3 separate regions of the Mus musculus genome follow, and all the other regions are linked to region 1. A link is a contact called in public Hi-C and promoter capture Hi-C data. All regions are on one chromosome and are shown on one strand. Each heading gives the region's core, a stretch centred on a gene start, on an enhancer-like site or on the middle of the called end of the contact. The rest is flanking DNA. Distances are from core to core; before and after follow the strand shown.

Region 1 (2,836 bases), core at 325-2,824:
AACTGTTTCCACCACATTCGCGATGACTGAGACGGCAATGAAGAACCCAGTCACATAGTAGAACACCAGGGCCATGGTGCTGGTGTGGGGATTCTCAAAGGCCCGCCAGACCCTCTGCCTAGCAGTCATGGTGGGCAGCGCACTCTCTCCTGTATTGTCAGTGTCTGCATCATCCTGGAGGCGCTCAGCATTCTCCCGCCTGCGGTCCTTGTACTCCTCATAACAGCAGTCGCCAATAATTTCTGGGATGAGGCCAAAGAAGGCCAGTTCTTCATCATAAGCCGAGATGCACTCATGGCGGGGATAGTGAAGCTTCCCCGTGCGGTAGAAGTTGAGGATGTGGCGGAAGATGTCCGGGTCACGGTCAAAGAAGTATTGTTGGGTCTCTGGGTGGTAGAAAAAGTCTCTCTCAGAACTACCCAGCAGAGTGTCTGGGTATCGTTCCAGGGTGTCTTGCCATGTCTGGAAACGGGTGCCACTCACGTTCAGCACTATCAGAGCGTCCTGAGTCCTTTTTCTCTCCTGTCTTGGGGGCGCAGGCATAGGCCCCGAAGCAACAGGCATCCACCCAATGGCGGCTGCCCTGGCAAAGGGCAGCCATGCTGCAACACCGGCTGCCATGTTGTCTGGAAGTGGAGGTCACGAGAGTGAGCAGGGGGGTCACCCAAAATAACACAATGAAAGTAAGAAAGTGCCCCCCACTTCTTCACCTCAGGCAAAACACTGGGGGGACACTGCTCACAGGAACACGATTATTCCAAGGTGGCGCAGGTCAAGTCACAGTACTCAAGAAGGTCAGGTTTCCCTCACAGAAGTATTTGGAATACTAAGAAAAAAAAAATACAGTGACCTAAAAATCTCTCTCCATAAAGCCTAAACAAATCTCTGCCAACAGTTGGACCAGGGCAGGTCCTGGCACATGTAAACGTACAGGTGACTTCGGAGACAGCCTGGCTTCAAACAGGTGTCTTCGCTTCTCCCCTGATACAGTCTGGTAGATATGGGGTCGGTATATAGAGCAGGAGAGAGGAAACAGGGAAAGTCAACCAGTCAGTGGTAGTCTCTTAAAAGAAAGAACCCTTTCACCTTCCCCTTTTGCTGAAGTGGTCCTTCCCGCCAAAGGCGTCTCAAAAAGACGACCTGTTGTTGTAGCTCCGGAGATGCGGTCACAGCCGCTGTCCCGCGTCCCTTGGAGTCCGCTGGCCGCCTGTACTCACGCTGCGCTTGCAGAGATGGAGGTGAAGTGCAGGGCTCGCGGCGGGGGGCGTCGGTCTAGAGCTCTTTCTCCCCCCCACAACGACGACTGACACCCTCTGCGCTAGCCGAGAGCGTTTGCCCGATGGGCCCTTTCACTCTCTGTTCAAGTTCAGCTCAGGTGCAGTGTGACAGTTATAGAGCCTGGGAGCTGGCAGCCGCCGCCGCCGTGGCGGCAGCAGCATCTGCCTCCGCGCAGAACGCGCCTCGCCCGCGGTACATACCTGGCAAAGTGCGCACCGGGGCTGAGTTGCATAGAGACTTTGCTGTCGCCTTGTACCCGGAAAGGGAAAGGCAGAGCCAGCGGCTCCCGAGCAGCCAGATCCCAGGCTCCCGGGGAGCATAAATAAAGCTCTGGCGAGCTCTCCGTCCCCTTCCCCCACCCTCCGTGCCTCCCTCCTCCTTGTCACCTTCCCAAAAGCCAGGCGCAGGCGAGCAGAGCCAACAGCAACAAGTTCAAAAAGGTGCGGGGGAGGCGAGCCGCCCAGGCCACTCGCTCCTGCCAACTTACTGCGCGGCCGGCGTCCCCGGGGTCGGGGCGCTGCGGGGCTGCGGGGCGCCGGGACTGCGGGGTTGCGGGGCTGCGGGGCGGGCGGTGGCGGCGTGGGGCCGGGACCGAGGCGGGAGCGGGCTGGCGTCCGGGCGCGGAGGCAGGAGGCGCTCGGCGGCGCGGGGGCGCGAGAGGGCCGCTCGCTGCTTCCCCGCCAGTGGGTGGTCCCGCATCTCCCCCGAGCACCGCGCGCAGCTCTGCCGGTGCGATCGATAAATAAGCTGGGAAGAGAGCGAGAGCCGCACGCAAGCCCCGCCACGCAGGTTAGGCAAAGGCGTCTCCTGCCTTTCCCTCGCCTTGACCTTTCTCCGCCCCCGCCCCCTCGGGCTCCTCTCGCTCCACCCTAGCCACCCACCAGCCTCGACGCCAAATGTCACCAAGCGAGAGCATCCAGGTGGTTCTACCCCGGGGATGAGCGAGCCTTGGATGAACAAAGGGAAGCTTCAAGGCACTCGGCCGCGGCTGTTTGATGGAAGAGAGGAGGAAGGGGACCGGTGGCTTACTGCTGCCTCCGGAGCCCCGGTTCCAGATGAGCGTGGGAAAGGGGGGCAAGGAAAAAAAAAAGATTCGAGAAAAGCTGGAAAGGAGGGTGAACAGAGCGGAACGCGAAGGAATTGGTTGCCTTTGGGGGGCGACTGGGTCGCAGAACCTGCAAAGCTCCGCGACAGAATTTTTAAGTGACTCTCCCACGTTCCTTTATTTATTTTTTTAAATTATGTATGTTCAAAACAGATATTAATGTTACTAAGGCTAATATATTACCCGTCCAACTTGCTGGAAAAGTCACACAAATCTCCTCTGGTTAGGTCTTGCCACAACTCCTTTCCCCCTGTCCTTTGCAAATGACAGGAGAATTTAGACCCTTTTCTAAATGTCAGTGTGCAGGGGCGTGAGTCTCTTAGAGTGTGTGTCTCTTCATGCCCTTTGCGCATCCCTGCCCATATCTAAAATGACCGAAGAAAGAAAAGGTGCCCGGGTGAAGGGTGAGTGATGTGAGGAGAGACAGGAAAATTGTAGTGGCCAACCGATTTT
Region 2 (3,106 bases), core at 469-2,968, 320 kb before region 1:
CTGCACATTTTTTTAACATGAATCTTGATGCAAACGCAACATGATGGCATGAAATAACTTGGATGAGTGGTAAGTTGACTAGTCTAACTTAAATTTCAGCAACTCAGGAAGTGCTGAGGTACCAGTTGCTTCCTCTAGTTATTCTCATGTCCAATGTCTCATCTCATTTTAAATTAAAATAAAGACTTTAATATCCAAACAATACAATATATTGCAAGTATTTTAAGGATTCTTCTTTAATTCACCCTTACCGTAAGGAAAAGAATCCCTGACTTTTGTTTGTTAATATGCTGATTTAAAGACCCCACAGCAAATTTTCTGAAAAGTTTGCTGAATTTGGGGTATTGAGCATCTCACTTGGAAGCTGAAGCAGACTTCAATGCTCTCTGGATTTACTATCATCTCTACACTGGATTAACAAAGTATACCCTTTTACATATGCTTTGCAATGAACCTTTCTGGAACTACCGACAGCCCACTTAGAAATACTCATTTTTTGAGACCATGTTATGATTATATTACCTCTTTCTCTGTCCAGACCTCCCATGTATGGAGCAGCATTTGGGCCCATATGTTGAGCTTTCACATGCTAAAAACTAAATCCAGAGCAAACCGTTGGAGTTTATAAAAATCTATATGCTGAATTTGTAACGTGCTGACCAAATTGACCTGATTTGCATAGAGTAGAAGACTTTACACCCAATTGTTTATTTCCCCATAAAATGGAAAAAGTAATAAAGGCACTGTCAGCTTTTTCTAAAATTGAATAATATGGTCATTGAGTAATTCTCTATAATAATCACCCCCAAACCCAATACTCACCGTATAATTTTTTGTGAAAAGAAAAAGGAACCCATTGTATACTCAGCCACTAGGGGTCAGCAGATACTGGCAGTGTTGGGCTCAACTGTCCTGGTGAGAGTCAGAAGATCTAGCTCTCTGGGTGGGTGCAGATTTTTGACTCTCCATCCCTTCACTTACCTATCCTGAGGATAGGAACAGGAGATGAGAAGACATGGAAAAGACCCTGTCTACAGCCAAAGAAGGGAAGATGGAATTTGGTGGATAGGAAGCAGCAGCAGAAGAAAGAGCAGCTAGCTGAGCTTTTGTCCACCAATGAGTCCATAGATATTTGGGGTCTTTCTCTAACACTGAAGACTACAGCATACAGTGCCTAGAGTAGAAACATAAGCATCTCCAAGGAATGCCAAGGTATAGGTTTGAGAACTCTACAAGTAGAAACTTTGATGGATCTCACAAATCCATGTTTAATAGACCCCTTTGCCCTCAGTGATTCTGATGAAAAAATTGTTTGAAACCACTCTTTCCTATAGTTTGACAGCATGACAATGATTAGGGGGAGCAGAAAAAACAGCATCAGGCCCAGTTAATTTGCTTTGCATTACCTCTTCATTCCTTGTTATTTGTTGCATATTTGTGGCCAAGACTAATCCTCTTCCAGCTCAGCAGAAAAGCACACAGGCCCTAGTGGTTATAGTAACCAAGCACCAAATGAAGGATGATAATCTAGCTCTCCAGGGTTTGAGGTGCTCAGCAAGGTCAAGATACTGTAAGAAGTTATGACCTTAGAATAGCATAAGCTTTGCTTACAGAAGCTACACAAAAAGTTTCCCTTGAGAGACCGAAAATTAGCATTGCCTTGGATGCCACACTGACTCATAGCTGTCTCTGTGCCTCATGATTTGGGTGTAAAGCACGCTAGGAGTCCCTGTTTCTCTTCTGCATAATTCTAGTCCACCACTTTAAAGCACACTTCATCCAATAAGTATCTTGAGAATCATGTTCATTTACACAGTGATCTAATCTCTGTGCTCACAGGATGGCCTAAAAGCATTCCTAACAGATGTGAGCTATTTCTATATTTAGAAATGGATCAAGATGAGAATTTATCAGCCTCATCAGTAGCTGCAACAAGGGAAACAATGCATTAAGTAACTTTGTCTCTAACGAGGCTGGGCAGAGTGGGAGTGTCTATCAAGAGGGAGTCTGTTGTACACCTTCTAAGTGCATTATCTTGAAATAGCATGGAAATTAGAGTGCCATATTTTCATATCACATATTTGAACCCTATAATTTATTTTAAATAATTAACTATTGTTTCTATTTTTCCTAGCATTGCCATGTCTCCATATGTGTGTGTGTGTTTGTGTGTGTGTGTGTGTATGTGTATATATAACCATGCACATGACTGCCTGCAGAGGCTAGTAAAGGGTATTGGATCACCTGGATCTTTTGTTACAGACAGTTGTGAGATATCATGCATTTGCTGGGAACTGAACCTGGATTCCCCAAAAGAGTAGCAAATGCTTTTACCCTCTGAAGCAGCTCTCCAGTCCCTAGACCTGGATACTTCCACACTGCCAGGGAATAAGGTTCTCAAGTGCAATTACCTTCCCATTCCCTAGCAGAATGGGAACATCCTTATCTCTGAGACAGGACATCATCAAGACTCATCACTGTTTATATATCTTAATAAGTCTTCGTTGGGTTATGACCAGTGATGGATACTCTTCACTGCCAACTTGAATACACGTGGATTTACCTAGGAAGCACATTTCTGGGTTGGACTGTGAATGTTAAAAGCCATCCTGAATGAGGATGGCACCTTCCCATGGGCTCCAATCCCAGAGTGATTAAAAAGGAAGAAGTTCGCTGAGTTGAGAAGTTACTTCTTGACTGCAGATGCAGTGTGACTGTGACTTTGTGCCTCTTTGAGATGCCTTCCTCCCGAGATGGACTATTTCCCTTATTGAAGCATATATCAAAATAGATGCTTCTACCCTAAAGTTGCCCTATCAGGTGTTTGTCCCATAAGGAGAAATATACCACTACTCTGCAGGGATCACATATTTCTTCATTTATCACACTTTTCACAGTTTTTCATGAGTTACCATTCTTAGTGTAGAAACACATAGGTTCCTGACTGGAGAGATGGTTCAGTGGGTATTTCTTTCAGATAACCAAGGTTCAGTTCTCAGCATACACATAGCAGCTCACAACTGTCTGTAACAAAAATTTAAAAATCCAATGCCCTCTTTCAGCCCTTGTGTGCACATGGTGCAGCAATATATATGCAGGCAAAACA
Region 3 (2,769 bases), core at 204-2,703, 460 kb after region 1:
TCTGTGATAAAATTACAGTCAATAAAAACTTTGAGCTTCTTTTTTGTTGGAAATTGAATGCACCTTTAGCACACAGAGATGTGTCCTGATCATTTCAAAGCTTCCATACAATTTTCCTTCTATTACTCTACTTAAATTTTCTTCCATTAATCTCCGTACATTTCTTCTCCTTAGTCATTCATATTTTGATTTGTACGTGTCCATAAATTGAAATACCAAAGTATCAAAGTAAATAAAAGACATAAAAAATATTCTCTGCAGAGTGGGGTTAGGCCTTCTCATCACTCCAGCCATCAGAACTTAACACAGTAAGATTGGAAGATCATGAATTAAAAGCCATCATGTACTACATAGTGAGAATTCACCTTAAAACAAGTAAGTATTGAATATGACTAACAGAATATCAAATAACATTTAACTCCTTGTTTCAAATTCTAGATAAAAGTGATAATATATTAGTAGTAAATTTATTTTATGTCAAGCATTGTAAGGTAAGGACAGATATATGTGATTCGTAATCTTTAGAAAATGTAAGTTAAAATGTAAAAGAACGTGTCAGTGCTTTTGAATGTAATGAGACTGCTGCCTTTGCAACCATTTTTATTCGTTAGAATCTCCTTCCTAACCTTTTATCTGTGACGACTCATGGCAGACATGCACCCTAGTTTCCATTCTCCTTTAGCCCTTTTAGGTTCACTTAGGTACCACTCGTTTTCCTCCCTACCCTAAATTTCTGCCTCTATATAGGGCATAAGCCATCTTATTGTAATGTTTGAGGTTTAAATTTGTCTCTTATGTATTACTATTTAAAGTATCTTTGTATTATACATATCTCTACAATATAGGTAGCTTTTAATATGTATTTTTAATCAAATTAAATAAAAAATATTTAGCTTTATTCTGTGAAAATTAAGGCTGATGGATAACATAGGTACAGTAAGAAAGAATATTTTAATTCATGGTGGCACAAGTTATAATTACTAAAGCCAATAATAGAATGGGCCAGTTTGGATAAAAAAGAGTACTAAATTACATGAATATTTCATCTGTGAAGACCTATGAATCAATATATAGAAGTTTCATTCATGACAAGAAGCACACACTGAATGGTCTCAGTATATCATTTCTTTCACTGGGTCTATTTTTCATATTGCTAAAATGAATATGTAATTATATAATTGTTGAAAAATTGATCACTTCGTACTTGTTCCATAAACAACTTAGACTAAAAATGAATTTGAATCATATTTTACAAAAGGCAGCTGAAACTAGTTGAATAAATATTCCCAAGGCTGACAAGAAGCCTATTGGAGTTGAATTGGACTGGAAAGGATGTCACTAGATTCAAAGAGAAGTATCATATCTGTTAGCTCACAGTCATTTAACTGGTGAATAGAAAGAAATGGCTGTAGTCATGAGTGGATAGGTCATTTAAAGTCCTTGCTACACAGGGCAGCTCTCTTGGCAGTAGCTGTGAACATGCTGAGTTCTCACAGGGACAGATGGATTTGATGACAGCAATACTGCATAAAGGCTTTTATTAATAGCCTTTATTTTTAGCCTAGCATATGCTATTCTTGTCTAAATATTCAAACATTTCAGAAACTTACTAAGTACTTTAATACTTATATCTTGTTGGATGAAGTAGATAAATTATATATTGCTTTATAAAAGATAACAATGGCACTGTGACCTCCGAGTTCCTGAGGTGACACCGTGCTGTCTTGTGTGCCAACCAAAGTATCTTTAGTGTAACTAAGGAGAGATCATGTTTTTTACCAGAACACATAACGTCAGTTTATCTATTACGAGCATAATATTGATGGCAAAATGACCTGGCCATCCTTTAGAAACATTCGTAATAATGATAAGCAGCCTGCCAAATAAAGTTTCAGACCACGAGGATTGCAATTATGGCATATGGATTAAAATAAGGTTTAAACAAATGAAGATAATTGATTGTTATAGACTCATATGTTATCTAAGCGTTTATTTATTTTCTTTTGAATGCCTTTTCCACCAAGTGAGTTTAATTGCAGAATGACCCAGTTGTTATTTTTAAATAAATCAAAAGAAAATACTATTCACTGAGCTGGTTTCTAATTCTAGTTCTTCCTCTAATCATCCTACTATCTTTTGTTAGTTCACATTTTTAAAAATATGATTCAGGGGTTTAACTAGATGACACTATTTTTTGTTTAGATAATCTATAGTAGGAGAACCTAAATATAATTATTTTTATTAATATACAGAAGTCATATTGTAAGCACCATTACTTTTTGAGACTTTAAAACTAAAGCATGACAAACATTTCAACACGTAAATTATAGATTGCCTAAAATTCTTTTAACTAGTTTTTGTTAAAAAAAATAACATATAATTTTTTCATGGATCTTAGTAATGTTGTCAGAAATTTAAATAGCATGCCTTATCATGTAATATTATACGTGTCGGGATAGGAAGCAGTTTCCACTGGAATCTACCCTCAAGCTATGAGTAGTCATCTATTCTACAGTACTCTGCTGTCAGATATATTTTCTGTAAACACATATCTCAATGTATAAGGGAAAGGGAAAATGTGATTTTTTTTTGTCCAACATATACTCAATATTAGAAATCCAAATAATAAGTACAATTTAGAAGATGAATATTTTATAGCACCAGATCAATTCAGTTGCTGATATTAGCATGATTTATATTTTTAAAACATATTAACTGCCATGACATATATGTATGAAAAACAAACAACTGTAGAGGGAAGCAGAAACC

Evidence for each region. Promoter capture Hi-C pulls out the DNA fragments that hold promoters and counts their contacts. A called contact is a pair of places that touch in the nucleus more often than the background predicts.
Region 2: a contact with region 1 is called in a promoter capture Hi-C map of hippocampal neurons, with 17 times the contacts expected there. The contact joins the enhancer-like site here to the promoter of Kcnd2 in region 1. A contact is called at or near these places in 4 of 39 promoter capture datasets (the C10 cell line, cranial neural crest, hippocampal neurons and 1 more), 1 of 15 datasets of contacts at CTCF or cohesin (stem cell-derived epiblast-like cells), 35 of 484 Hi-C or Micro-C datasets (the HL-1 cell line, brain, cardiomyocytes and 17 more), 8 of 115 datasets of contacts at active chromatin or transcription factors (PVALB interneurons, VIP interneurons, embryonic forebrain and 4 more) and 1 of 9 other capture datasets (embryonic stem cells).
Region 3: a Hi-C map of cerebellar granule neurons shows a contact between it and region 1, with 4 times the contacts expected there. The contact joins the enhancer-like site here to the promoter of Kcnd2 in region 1. A contact is called at or near these places in 2 of 39 promoter capture datasets (hippocampal neurons and stem cell-derived epiblast-like cells), 3 of 484 Hi-C or Micro-C datasets (cerebellar granule neurons and cerebellum), 1 of 115 datasets of contacts at active chromatin or transcription factors (neural progenitor cells) and 1 of 9 other capture datasets (embryonic stem cells).

What each region holds. Positions count from the first base shown.
Region 1 is chr6:21,214,084-21,216,919 of GRCm38.p6, reverse strand. It overlaps Kcnd2 (potassium voltage-gated channel, Shal-related family, member 2), which reads right to left and starts at 1,574. Exons shown (of 6, transcript NM_019697.4): 1 at 1-1,574. The coding sequence starts at 621.
Region 2 is chr6:21,532,808-21,535,913 of GRCm38.p6, reverse strand. All of the region lies in intron 1 of Kcnd2 (potassium voltage-gated channel, Shal-related family, member 2), which reads right to left. Among named protein-coding and RNA genes, the nearest start is that of Gm52855, 5.7 kb to the left of the region's middle. Within about 2 kb of position 1,718, at least 8 of the 459 cell types and tissues checked have an H3K27ac peak or open chromatin away from gene starts, as enhancers often do. A contact at or near this core is called in PVALB interneurons and hippocampal neurons, where this site is marked.
Region 3 is chr6:20,756,150-20,758,918 of GRCm38.p6, reverse strand. No RefSeq gene overlaps it. Among named protein-coding and RNA genes, the nearest start is that of Gm38772, 210 kb to the left of the region's middle. Within about 2 kb of position 1,453, at least 5 of the 459 cell types and tissues checked have an H3K27ac peak or open chromatin away from gene starts, as enhancers often do. A contact at or near this core is called in cerebellar granule neurons and cerebellum, where this site is marked.